2 separate regions of the Sus scrofa genome follow, and region 1 is linked to region 2. The links are chromatin contacts, called in public HiChIP or PLAC-seq maps. All regions are on one chromosome and are shown on one strand. Each heading gives the region's core, a stretch centred on a gene start, on an enhancer-like site or on the middle of the called end of the contact. The rest is flanking DNA. Distances are from core to core; before and after follow the strand shown.

Region 1 (6,992 bases), core at 376-2,875, 130 kb before region 2:
TATAGACCCTGGATTCTAATTCAAAATTTTGATATATTTGCAAAATGCTTTTTATTGACAAATTTTCTCATTGCCTTTTATTTCACCTAATGACTAAGGTATGATTCTACCTGTTTTTATAGATAAGGAAACAGAAGATTTACTAATTTGCCAAGAAGCCTGTCTCCCAGGAGTTAGGATCAACTTGAGCCAGCTGACGCCTCCACACCCTCTGGGTTCAGATATACAGCCCAGGTCTCAAAAATGTTTTGAATATCCTTGGTAATGAAAAGCTTCCAATTCCACAAGACAGAAGAACCAGCAAAATCATGGGAAATCCAACAAGAAAACATTTCTCATTCATAAGTCATTCAGAGAGGAATCCAGTCTTGGCAACCACCACTCTTCCCTTACTGATTAGTCATTGTTCTCTGCGCAATCTATCTGAGCTGTTTCTTCCATTCATTCTTTTCCAGTACCAGATACAGGTCTAGACTATCTTTCGTATCCATGGGTCTACTCTCTCCTGCCTTTCCATGTCCCCTGAGATACATGACCTCCAATTAAAGTCAGGCTGGGGTTTCCCATGGCCTAGGGGTTTAGCATCCCACAGTTGCCACTGCTGTGGCTCAGTAAGATTCGTGGGGTGGGGGTGGGGTAGAAAGAAAAGAAAGAAAAGAAAAGAAAAGAAAGGAGGGAGGAAAGAAAAAGAAAAGAGAGGGAAAAAGCACGGTCCTAAGATATATCCTTGCTCAGCTCACAATTTCCTACCATATTAGATGTAGTCTCATCTCTGCCTTCCATAGGCAGAGGTTATATAACCTATCCAAGCATCTGTCTTCTTACTCCTTACCTTCCATCCTATAGAACTAAGAACTGTTCCTCCAAATACACTTAGGGCTTTCTCTTTATTCTCTTCCTTCATGTGTAAATCATCACCACTTCCCACCCAATTTCCACAAGTGTAAATCTTAGACCTCAAAGCCCATCTAGAAATCCCAGGCCTGTTTATGACTTCTATCACCAGCCTTGCGGAAACTTGTGACACTGATCTTAATCTGCCTTGTTGAGCTTTAAGGTCTGATTTCTCTTGCTACCTTCGGCCCCCTTTGCCTGAGTATCACATCCTTGAGGAGAGGGATGTTGTCTTAGCACCGCCCTCGCACACACTCCGGGTCCTATCATGCTTAATTTCGTTTAACGCAGTATATCCTCCCGAAAGGGCCGGAGGCATACGCCCTTTGCCGGATTCACATGTACTCTCACACGTACACACAAATGCTACCTTCCACTCGGACACACACGTGTCCCCAGGGCCAGAGCCTTGGAAAGGTCTCGGGACTCCCAGCCTGTGGGCGTTTCTACTACAGCCAGCGGAAGGGGAGATACATTTCTTTAAAATCGCACCAAAGAATCACTTGTTACTTTGGGCCTCCCACGGCCTCCATCCAATAAACACCTTAAGCTCTTCTTCCTGTCGAAGCAATATCACACCGGTTCTGGGAGTCCCACCCTGGTCGCTCTGGGCTCCGGTCCCGCGGATCCCCCTCTGCCGGTCCCGCTTGGTAGCGCCCACTTTGTCAGCTCGCGGCTCTGGCCGGTTATCCTCCAGCTCTCGCCGGCCCGCGGCAGACAGCGGCTCCGCCTCGTAGCAGCTGCTGCCACCTCTCCGTCTCCGGCTCGAGGTCCAGGACTTTCCGCCGAGCCGCGGTTGCGCGAGAAGGAGCCGGGGCATCTCTGCTTGGACTGACCCGAGAGTCGGCTCGGCTCGGCCGGGCCCCGAGGATCTGTGGGCGCGCGAGGAGCCGCGGCGGTTGTGGCAGCGGCGCCCGGCATGTTTCAGAGCCCGCGGCGGCTCTGCTCCGCCCTGCTGCAGAGGGACGCGCCCGGCCTGCGCCGCCCGCCCGGCCCGCCGCCGCGCCGCCGCTCGCCCCCGCCCGCCGCCGGCCCCAGGCCCGCATCCCCCCGGCTCCTGGCGGCGGTCTCTGCGGCCCAGGGCGCCGCGAGGTCGTCGTCCCGAACAGGTGAGTGCACGGTGGTTCCGGGCGGAGAACGCGGCGGCGGCCAACGCGCGGCCGCCACCTGGAGACCGCGCGGAATGAATGAGAAGCCGGGGGCTGCCGGGCGGTGGGGTCCGACGGGGAAGCGTGTCCTCCTCTCGCTGAGCCGCGGTCTCCGCTACTCTTTGCCCCTCTGCCCTCGCCTTCCCTGGCCTGGGGCTTGCACGTCCGGTAAGAGCTGGAACCCGGTGGTAGCTTCCCGTTTATCGTCGCATGCCGCGCTTTCAGTATTTCTCGCTCTTGACCTAGGTTAAGCTTCCCCCTTCCGAGGCCGCAGATGATTTCTGTTGGTTTTACTTCTAATCGTGATGAAACATTTTATGCAAAAGAAAAAACACTCATTGGATCATATGGCCTGTACGACTTAGATGCTCTGAATTTTTTTAAATGTCATGCTAACTATGTTACAAAAGAATCACTTGCGCATTGACTCTTTTTACATTTATTTGAAAATTGTTCGGAGACTTCCACTCTTAATATTTATGTCATTTTGCGTCCTGTATACCTGGGTTAAGATCGTGTAAAGGTGATGCCATCCGTTTTCAGAGAGTCAGTTTTCCGTGTCACGTGCTCTGGACTTCCCCTATTTTGCCACCTTGGTTTCAGCCTGAGGACTCATTAGGGCGGCCACAATTTACATACAGATTACTCATACTTTTAGGAATAAAGCTTCTGTTTCAAACCTGGCAATTTTATCACACCGAAAAAAGTGTAAAGAGATGCACTTGACAGTCACTGAGATCTTCTTTCCCGGTTCTATAGGAATTTGGCACATTGTGAAATTACTGTTAGAATGGATACCACCTAATAACTGCTGGTGTTTTTTTCTTGCTGGGAATCTTCAAGAGGAACATTGTTAGGTTGGAGGTGGGAGAAATTAAAGAAAACCAGTTGGTGTCTCCTGGATCATATCTCATATCTTAACCTCTTACCTTAAATTCTCTCTGAGTCCTTCAGAGGCAGAGTTAGTCAGTAGGTTCATTCTGGGACTACAGATAGTTTGTGTAATACAGACAGATAGCTGTGCTGTTAGCTGGGGAAGAAAGGTCACAACATTTGGGATCTTGGGCTTTTGACGCAGGTGTTTAATGAACTTTCTAGAAGTTCTCTGATATCCCGTGGTATTACAAATAAAGAAATTGAAAGACATTATTGTAGATAATTACTACTATAAGAGCTAGGCAATTTTCTGGATTCATTCAGTTTTCGCTTTAGCAACTTGTTGGAAGGAATTCATGAATGCGATTTATATGCTCATCGCTTGATCACTCAAAAAGTCTTGACAAGGAGTTCCCGTTGTGGCTCAGTGGTTAACGAATCCAACTAGGAACCGTGGGGTTGCGGGTTCGATCCCTGGCCTTGCTCAGTGGGTTAAGGATCCGGCGTTGCCATGAGCTGTGGTGTAGGTTGCAGAGGCAGCTCGGATCCCGTGTTGCTGTGGCTCTGGCGTAGACCGGCAGCTACAGCTCCAATTAGACCCCTAGCCTGGAACCTACATATGCTGGGAGAGCAGCCCTAGAAAAGACCAAAAAAAAAAAGTCTTTACAAAATGTCTCATGTTGTGGCTCAGCGGTAACAAACCCAACTAGTGGTAACGAATCCTTGAGGATGCAGATTCAATCCCTGGCCTTGCACAGTGGGTTAAAGATCCGGCATTGCCCTGAGCTGTGGTGTAGGTTGCAGACATGGCTTGGATCTAGCATTGTTGTGGCTGTGGTGTAGGCCACAGTTGCAGCTCTGATTCGACCCCCAACCTCGGTATCATCCATATACTACAGTTGCCGCCCTCAAGAGCTAAAAAAAGAAAGTCTCATTCTGTAGGTGCTTTATTATATAGGAGGGTAAAAGAATGTGAGGTTTCGCCTGCCTCTGAGGAATTTAGTGCCCAGTAAGAGAGATGAGCTTTGCACAAAGACATGACTGTTTAATGAAATAAGGTACTTTTTATTCTCTTACAATTAAAGGTTTGCAAATGGCATGAGGGTGCTGGAGAGCGGGAAGTCCCTCTGCACTGGTGATCTTTAGGCTTCAGAAAGTGGTTGGCATTTGAGCTGGACCTTGAAGCATAGGTAGGATTGAAAGAGTTAAAACATTTTGCTTGGGAAGAGCCAGGAGCAAAGTGGAAGGCCTGAGGCAGGAATATGGCAGGATGAAAGAAGAGGTTCCTTGCAAAACGTTTCCCAGAGATCCTCGGAACCAGCATTAGGTGCTTTTAAAATAGGTGCAGATTCATGGATCCTACTGCGGACTTATTAAACAGAATCAGTTATTGGTGGGCCCCAGATTCCACATTGCTGAACAAAATGACAACAGTAATCAAAAACAGATTACTCTCTGGGAGTTCCCTTCATGGTGCAGCAGAAACAAATCTGACTAGAATCCATGAGGATGTGGGTTTGATCCGTGCCCTCACTCAGTGGGTCCGTGATCTGGCATTGTCGTGAGCTGTGGTGTAGGTTGCACATGTGGCTTGGATCCCACATTGCTGTGGTTGTGATAGTGTAGGCCAGTGGCTACAGTTCTGATTTGATCCCTAGCCTGGGAACTTCCATATGCCGAGGGTGAGGCCCTAAAACGCCAAAAAAAAAAACCACCCCAAAACAAAAAGCAAATTACTCTCTTCCCCCTCACCCCCGCCCTCCACTGCCCCCACCAGCTGCAACCACAGCATGTGGAAGTTCCCAGGCTAGGGATCGAACCCTCATTACAGGAGTGACCAGAGCCACTGCAGTGACAACACTAGATCCTTAACCCACTGAGCCACTTGGGAACTCTGAAAGCAGATTACTCATAAATGGCCCAAAGTTTAGACATCTGGCTAGAGAAGGCTTGAGGGAGCTGGAAGCTACTCTCCCCTCCAGCGTGTTTTTGGGGTTGGGGTAAGTGATCCCAACATTTGACCCCATTTGATAATCAGTTCCTTCCTAACTTATGCCCCTTGGCCATCAGAGGTCACTGGACAGATGAGTACAATCATCAAATGCTAGCTTATTAGAATTTTTTTCTCTCCTTTTTTTTAAGGGCTGCACCTGCAGCATATGGAAGTTTCCAGGCTGAGTTGAATTGGAGCTGCAGCTGCTGGCCTACACCACAGCTCACAGCAACACCAGATCCTGAACACACTGAACGAGGCCAGGGATCGAGCCCACACCCTCATGGATACTAGTTGGGTTCTTAACCGGCTGAGCCACAATAGGAACTTCAGGTTATTAGAATTTAAAGGAGACCTAGCAGTGTTTTGCTACCTTTTCTCATGGCAGGCAGCAGCCTGGGTAAAGAAGCAGCAGTTGCCACAGTTACTGTACTAGATGAAGTGCAGTCTGGCGTCCTCTGTGGGTTTCTAAATGCTGTGTCCCCCACATTCCTCCTCCTCAGATAATGAAGAGTTGGCTGAATTACTGTTCTCCACCAGTGGGACATGTTGCTTTTCTTCCTGGTGCAATTTAAAAAGCAAATACCAGCATGTTTGAGGAGGCAGCTTTATTTAGTATGTCCCTTAACGATGTGAGTAAGCTGCTTGTGAGAGAGAAGAAATGGAAAAGCTTGTAATTATCAAGCTTCTACAGAAATACATTGCTTTCTCTGTGGAAGAACTAAGGTATCATTTTCCTGTAGCACAGGCAGGAGTTTAAATAATAGTGAGTTATTGGGGGCTTTTGAATTAATAACCATGGCTCCAGAATCACATTCAACACACTCGGGACATTTGCAAGTCATTTAACTTTGCTTGCTGGACTTTACTAGAAAAAAACATAAGGTAAATTGAGACTGATTGATGCACAAGTTTTACCAAACATAGTACACGTTAAAGGCCAAATTCTGGAAGAGTTAAGATCGTTGAGCTTGGGGCCCAAGACAAATTCAGGAGATTCCAGAGGAAGAACCAACTTTTACCTGAATGGAAGCACACTTCAAGAAAAGGAAAGAATTGGTATATTTGTGAAGGTTCAGTGAGAAAGAACTTGACACTGACATTGTAACAGGAGAGGGTCTGTGGAGCTGTACAGTCGAGAGGGGGTCGGTGGGTAAATACACCATGTAGGTTCCTGTGATGTTTGCTAAAAGAGAGGTGAGACAGGTTCAGCCTGGTTCTTGGAAGGCGGAGGAAGGGAGACTCCGCAGGTATATTTACTGTTAGGAGTGATTCTAATCAGGATTTATAGGATCATGATAACCACTTGAATGGTTATCACACATGAATACTTAGAAATTCAAGGGCACGTGCGTGGGTCTTTGGCTCCGTAGTTAACCTGCTTGAACTCTAATGGAAAGCAACTAAAATATCGGGGATTGCTATTCTTCGGATCGGGGAAAGCAGCCTTCCCACTGGAAGGAGCAAGACCTCAAGCAGAGATCTTAGCTACGAAGCAAAAATCTTGTCTCCACATGGTCTGGAAGCGGCACCTGAAACATACGTGAGTTACCCTGAATTCGGTGTCAGGGATGTGGGCAGGCATGCCCAGGGGAACGAGGGCTGAAGAAAATTATTCCTGTCGGGTTTGCATGTCCCTGTGAAATGTCGTCCCCTGCCCCGACTCCCATATGCAGATGGGCACATAAGGGGCCTGAGCATCTCTGGATTTTGGTATCTGGGGGGGTCCTGGGACCAAGCCACTGAGGGGTGACTACTTTTTTTCTCCGGGTACTATCAAAAGAATGCCTGTGCCCCACTCAGATCTGAATTTTAGTTTCTGCGAGTGGGCCCTGAGCAGCTGTTGGCTCTGACGTGTCGCCTGGGCGGACAGCCAGTGAGACCTGTTTTACCAAATGGTTGGAAGCCTGCTAGAAGTTTCTTACCAGTGCCCCCGGAAGTCAGATGGCTGCTGGATTATTATGAGGGATTGTGCAGAAAGATTTAAAAACCGCCTTTATTCCCTCTTAAGAATTGGAGTAGTATCTCTGGTCCAGAGTTACCTGGAGCCAGACTCTGGGCAGGAGGGAGCCCTGGCTGTG
Region 2 (6,458 bases), core at 209-2,708:
CCACACAGCTGAAATAAATGTTCATGAACACAAGAATGGGGGTGAAATTCAGTTTTACAACACAGTGTCCCCCTCTCACTCACTTAACGAAGTATTAAGAACTTAAAGACTATTTTGCATTGTAGCTAGCTCCTAGAAAAAAAAAGAGAGCCCAGGATGCTGGCACAGGAGAAACATTAGAAACTGGGCAATCTGGATCTCGGGGAAATGGAATATTTTCTGTCCTTTATTGACATGAAATAAAAATGCCCAAGTGGAGCAAGAGAGGGGACTGTGCTGCCTGGCTCGCAAAGCTGCTCCGGCAGTCAGTACCAGCCCCAGCAGGGCCCTCATCGTCCTCCTCCCGCGTTCCTCACGCATCCAGGAGCACAGTCTCTGAGGGCTAGCTTCGCGAAGAGAGGGTCCAGAAGGCGGTCACTGGACGCGCGTGTTAAAGTGCCCGTTTTTGTTTTGTTTAAAAAACAGATTCCTACCGGAGCCCTGCCTCCCGACTCCCGGGGGAATAGGGGAAGTGGCAGCAGCGGGCCGGAGTGGAGAGCGAGAATGGAAGAATGACCGAGTACAACCTGCCCTGCCAGCTAGTAGCGGAGGGAAGGAAAGGTAAGAGGCGGCGAAAAGGCCCGACTGAGAAGGAAACTGGTCTCCAGCCCTCCACGCCACCCCACGCGGCCAGAGCCTCCCTGGTCCCGCCCCGAGCTCGCCGCCCTGCCCCGGCGCCGGCCGCAGCCTCCCGCCCTACAGACCCTCCCAGGACGCGCTTCCTCCGGAGCCGGACCCCCGCCCTGGCCTCCCCGCGGGATAAGGCGGGTCAGTTCAGTCCGCTTCTCGGCCGAGGTGACTCGCGCGGCGATGTAAACACAGCGAGACCAGCTGCGCGCCGCCCATCCCCCCCCCCGCCGGGGTCCGTAACCTCTTCCCTCAGCCCTGCCCCGCGCCCGGCGCTCCCCGCAGGCCAGCGCGCCGCGCGCCTTCCCCTTTCTCCAAGTCTCCTCCCCGACCGTTGCCCGGGGGCACTCAGCCCCCTTCCCCCGCTGCCAGTCCAGTGTCACCGCCACAGCCTCCGGAAAACCCTCCGCAAACCCGGGAGCAAACAACACAGGCGCGGGGCGGGGGCGCGGAGGGAGGCGGCGGCACACGGGACAGCGAGGCTTTCTCGCCGCACCCTCCGCGCTCCCTCCCACCAGCATCGGCGGCCCGCGCTCTTACCTGCTCTCCGCGTCGCCGGGGAAGACCTCCGCTTCGCTTTCTCTCCCAGCAGGGCCGCGGACTAGTCCCCGCCGCCGTTGGCCAGGCGTCCGGAGGGAGCCGGGGCCTCCCAGCTGCCCGAGCCGCTTCGCTGGGAGAAAAGACAAAACAGCGGCGCGCCGCCCCGCGCAGAGCCCCTCGCCCGCGCCGCTCCACCGACCCCCCAACCGCCGAGGCGACGGCGGCGACACAGAGCCCGGCGCGGGGAGCAATGGTGGCCCCCGCCCTCGCCCTGCTCCCCTCCCTCCACCCCCCGCCTCGGCTCCTCCCACTCGGCCTCCTGCCGCCGCCACCAGGACACTCGAGTCCGCTTCCCCCACCCCGCTCGCTCCGAGCGCTCCTCCCCTCCCCACGCGGCGAGGGGGGGCGGCACCGCCAGTCACTGCTGCGCCTGTCAAACCCCGGCCGGCTATTTATACCCCGTGGGGCCCCGTCGCCCTTGGCCCCTACCAGCCCGCCAAACAAGCCTCTGCGGCTCACTCGAATCCACCCGCCCGGTATCCTCTAACTTCTCCCAAACCTGCTTTCTCAGGTAAAGACTCTCGCCACTAGAGCTGCTCCCAGCTTCGGGCTCCCCCATCCCGCTCCTGGCTCCGGCCCCAGCCCGGGATTGGCGCGGAGGCTCTCAAGCACTGGCCGGCTCGTGGGGGTGGCGCGGCCGCGCGTGCACCTGCAGCGCCCGCCCGCCTCTCCCCGCCGGCTGGGACCGCTCGCACACACTCTCGCCACTCTCTGAAGACCCCCGCGGGCCCCAGCTGTCACCCCACCCCCGCTCTGGACTTCCACCCTTCTCCTCCAGGGACGGCTCCACACTCAGGCAGCCTGACAGTTACTGGGTTGTGGAAACTCTTAGCCCGGGTCAGTCCGGTTTCCACTCCTCAGCCTGGGCTAAGTGGAGGGTGGGGGCGCGGGCGGGCTGGAGCGCGCCGCCTGCCCCGCCCCCGGCCCCTCCCCGGCCCGTGATGCTCATGGAGCCCCGCCCTGCCCGCCTCGGGCTTCTCGGCGCCGCCCATTCCTCCTCCTCCTCCTCCTCCTCCTCACCCTCCTTCCTCAACTCGCTAGCAAACGCCCAGCCTCGTACCCCCGCGGACCCCGCCCCATTCCCAGAAATTACCACCCGCCCAACCGCCGGGCCGCGCGGCGGTTGGTGCCCGCGTTTGCTGACTGGCGGGCGGTGGGGCTCAGCGCGCAGCTGCGGAGCGCGGCGGGCGGCCCCTTGGCGCTGCCCCCGGAGCTGCGGACGCTCGCCCCGAGCCATTGTCGGTCCTCCCTCGGCCGCCGAGGAACGGAGAAGTAACTCAAGCTCGACGACTGTCGATGCGAGAATGCGGGAGTGTGTTGGTGCAAGAGTATTTTAGTCCAAGTGCCTACAAATTCAAAAATTAAAACCCAACAGTAGGTGCATGCTTCTGGTTTCCCCACTTTCACACAAAGGGGAGCCTCTGAGCAGGGCATTCACGCGCCTTCAAGTGCACAAAAGCCAATGACACGGTGCCCGGGGTTGCCCAGTGTTTGGCGTGCATCATTAATGACCTTTCTTATGCACAGTTATGCATACTAGCGCTTCAATATATTCCCCTCCAACCACTGCCGCTGCTTTTTCTTATATTTGTTTAACAAAGAGCAGTGCCTGTCCCGGTGCGTGTGGGGACTAATCCTGCTCTCCTCTCGGACTCTTGTACGCTAGTGGACGTGGCGCTGTATTCCCCAGGTTCGTTTCCGGGCTCTAGCCCTACTTTTTTGGGGTCTTCGTAACCAGTCCTGAGCGAAGGAGAAACTGAGGAATGTAAGCGGTAGTTGTTCTTGAAAGTAACATGGGAAATCACAGAAATAACCCTAGAATAGGTCTCAAATGTCAGAGAACCACAGGAGGCCCTACCCTACTGACTTAAGTCTCTAAAGAGCCTAAGAATTTAATGATCTTCTCTTTTTTTTTTCAAAGCTATTATTGATGCCTGTTTATGTAGAGGGGTGATACGAAGCAGGGCTCGGGATTCCTTCTTTCCTTTCTAAAAAAGCAACTCTGGGGATCGTTGCTTTTAAACAGAGAGGAAATCTGGACAGCAGAAAAGGTTAGTCAAAGAGATCCTCTGAACATTGATGAAGTTTTATGGATTCCTGAGTTCTAAAATATGGCGACTCTTGGCACCTTTTTAAACTAAAGAATGTATAAAATCTTAGAACATTCAAACCTTTCATAACAGGATACTACAAATAGCACCCGTTCCAGGGCAGTATTTCTAATCCCCTATTTCCTGTAAAATAACCGACCACTTAAGGGAACTTTTGTCCTTTTTGATATTTGTAAGGGATTAATAATCAGTACTACTGCATCTCCATGACAATAACATGGCATATTAAGGAGCATGCAACAACAATGCCTGGTTTCTGTGGATAGGAACAGATCTCGCCTGCTGGGTCAAATCATTCCCGTTTCCAACTACCACGAGAAGAAATATAGCTCCCCTACTGTCAATTGGAAATAAGCTGGAAAGTCCCAGGCAGAAACAGTGGTGAATAACATTAGTGTTCCCAATTTTTCACTGCTCCGTGCACACCCTTTGAAATGTGGCTTTGTAGTTCCTCTCATTAGAGACAGAATGTTTCTCCACTCCATTCTTTGGCCAGTTGCTCTTGGCCAAAGGAATATGGATGACAGTGTGACAGTTCTGAGCCTCACCTTAGGAAGGGTATTGCATGTTGCTGCTTGCCTCTCTCACATCTGCCTTTCGAAATGTAAAGAATATGCCTGGGTAGTCTGCTAGTACAGGAAGAATGAGATACATGAAGCGGTCCTGAACTATCTCCAGCTTGAAGCCAGTGATCTGCAAAAATGAAAAAGAAAAAAAAGAGTGTTGTGTTTTGAGGTGGTTTGCTACCCAGAATTAGTGTTACTGATTGACTGGTACAGTAGGAAAGAGAGCAACCTGCTCTCTTGAGATTGGCCTTGGAGTTGCCCAACTTGATGTCTCTGAGGCAGCTCTTTGATAGTCTTGGAAAGACATCCCTTACAGAAGCCAGTGAAGTAAGGAACCCAGAAAGTTTGAGCAAAGCATTCAAAAGACCTCAGGTTCAGAAGGAAAGGGCTGATATGAGCAGCAATCCTAGCATGATTACAGAATAGATCTCTATGTGATAACTAGATTACTTTTGCTTCTTTTTTAATATTACAGTTAATTTTTTAATTATACAAGTGTTTCATTAATACATTCTCATCAGTAATTTTCAGATAATACAAAATAGATTTTTTAAAAAGCCAAATCTGCTTTCCTTCTCTGGTTTTCTTTCCACTCATACCCGACACATACCCAGCCATCCCATACCTCCACTGTTCCACAGGCAACCATAAAAGTTTAGCATTTTAGCCTCCAGACTTTTTTCTGTGCATTTATATTCATCTACATGCAAGTATATATAGATTAAATATTAATAAGATTATATGCAACATGTACTGGGTAGAATGCATTTGTACTTCTTTTCTGTTTATTTCTCATTTGTTTTCTCTAATTATCTGAGTCTCTTTTTAAATTTCAACCTGTCTTCAGTATGAGAGGCTAGCCCAGAGAAGAGATTTTCCCCACTTTTATATCAGACTATTAAATGGGAGAAGGGCCCTTTAGGTGTGAGCATGATAAACAACAGGTGGAACGCAGGAGAAGACTAAATTCTTCGAGCAAGTGGTAGCCAGTAAATCATTTGTCCTCCCAAATTGGAAATTCTCTTTCTTGGTCGCATCCTTAGACGCTTTAAGTTATAGTTGATGAAATAAGGTTTTAGTCACTTATAACACTTCAAAGTGAGTAATCCAAGAGAACAAGAGAATGCCATGCTGCCTTTATTTTTTATTTATTTTTTTTTACTTTAAGGGTCTCACCCTGGGGCATATGGAGTTTCCCAGGCTAGGGATCAAATCAAAGCTGTAGCCACTGACCTACACCACAGCTGACGGATCCTTAACCTACTGAGCAAGGCCAGGGATCAAACCTGTGTCCTCATGGATGCTAGTCAGGTTCATTTCTGTTGAGCCATGATAGGAACTCCCCGTGCTGCTTTCTGACCAGCCTTGGGAGTCACACACCATCACTTATGCCCTATTCTACTGGTCACACAAACCACTCCCAACTCAGTGTGGGAGGGCACTACATGGACGTGAACATGGAAAAATGAGGATCACTAGGGCCATGTTAGAAGCTGGCTATCACTAGGGCCTTCCACAGTGGTGAATTTTGAGTGACTGACATAGTCTTTAAACTTGTTGGTTTCCCTCATTGCAAGCAGGCAAATCCCAGGTTATCAAGAACTATGTAGACTTTGTAAGAACAGCCAGAAAAAAAAAATCTCTTCTTTTATCTCTCTTTAAAGAATAGTTAGTTCTGGGCAACTGTCCCGTTTATATTTTGGTGTTAACCAACCTTATCGGTGAGCCACTGTACCCATCCCTTCCACCACCCCTTTCTGGGCTTCTCTAAAGATAATTATTCATAACTGTCCCATGCCATGGGTCTGCAAAGGAACCCAGTCCCAAAACTGTTTTAGGTAACTTCTTGCCTTTTATGAATCAGAATCTCTTCAATATTGTATATTAAATAAGTTATAAGAGGCCTGCCTAAGAGGATGATGAAAACCAAAATAATTTTGCAGGAACATGTTAAGTTTCCAGAATCCAATGAGATTGTTCTTGAGAAAAAAATTTGTACCATCAAATGCAATCAGGTAGAACAAGCAGAAAGTATAAAATTTTTAATATAAAAGGGAAGCCAAATCCTCATTTATAATTTTACCATGTAATGTTTTCTAGTAAAATAAATACTTTAAGCCATTTCATAATTTGAGATCTTGATATATTTAAAAAGCAGCCTTCTCTTTAGTGCTTTAGTTGGAAGCACTTTACTAATTCTATCCACAAATGAATTACTTTTAAATAACATATTGCTGTTTTAAAATATTTGAAGCATTTAAGATGGATTACACTTTATTCTGGTTAGGATTTCTGATATTTTCAGTGTTAAAGCCAATTTTTTAAAGCAGATTTTGCCTCATTATCTTCATTAAAAACTAAAAGTCCAAATGAAATGTACATGACATTTTATTAGTGATTTAAGATTATATTAATCCTTAAAATTTCTGAATGAAATTGGTTTCTTAATAAAATTCAGGATAAATGCTGTAGTAATTAATTAAAACACAAAGATAAATATCTTCCATGAAGAAAG

The links. HiChIP or PLAC-seq counts read pairs in DNA pulled down with a chosen protein or histone mark.
Region 1: a contact with region 2 is called in an H3K27ac HiChIP or PLAC-seq map of alveolar macrophages. The contact joins the promoter of NOCT here to the promoter of ELF2 in region 2. A contact is called at or near these places in 2 of 5 promoter capture datasets (fetal liver and liver), 11 of 47 Hi-C or Micro-C datasets (blood, brain, fetal heart ventricle and 6 more) and 2 of 2 datasets of contacts at active chromatin or transcription factors (alveolar macrophages and skeletal muscle).

Annotation. Positions count from the first base shown.
Region 1 is chr8:87,903,864-87,910,855 of Sscrofa11.1, reverse strand. NOCT (nocturnin) reads left to right here and starts at 1,625. Exons shown (of 3, transcript XM_003129187.4): 1 at 1,625-2,003. The coding sequence starts at 1,814.
Region 2 is chr8:87,769,594-87,776,051 of Sscrofa11.1, reverse strand. It overlaps ELF2 (ETS-related transcription factor Elf-2), which reads right to left and starts at 1,458. Exons shown (of 10, transcript XM_021101570.1): 1 at 1,207-1,458.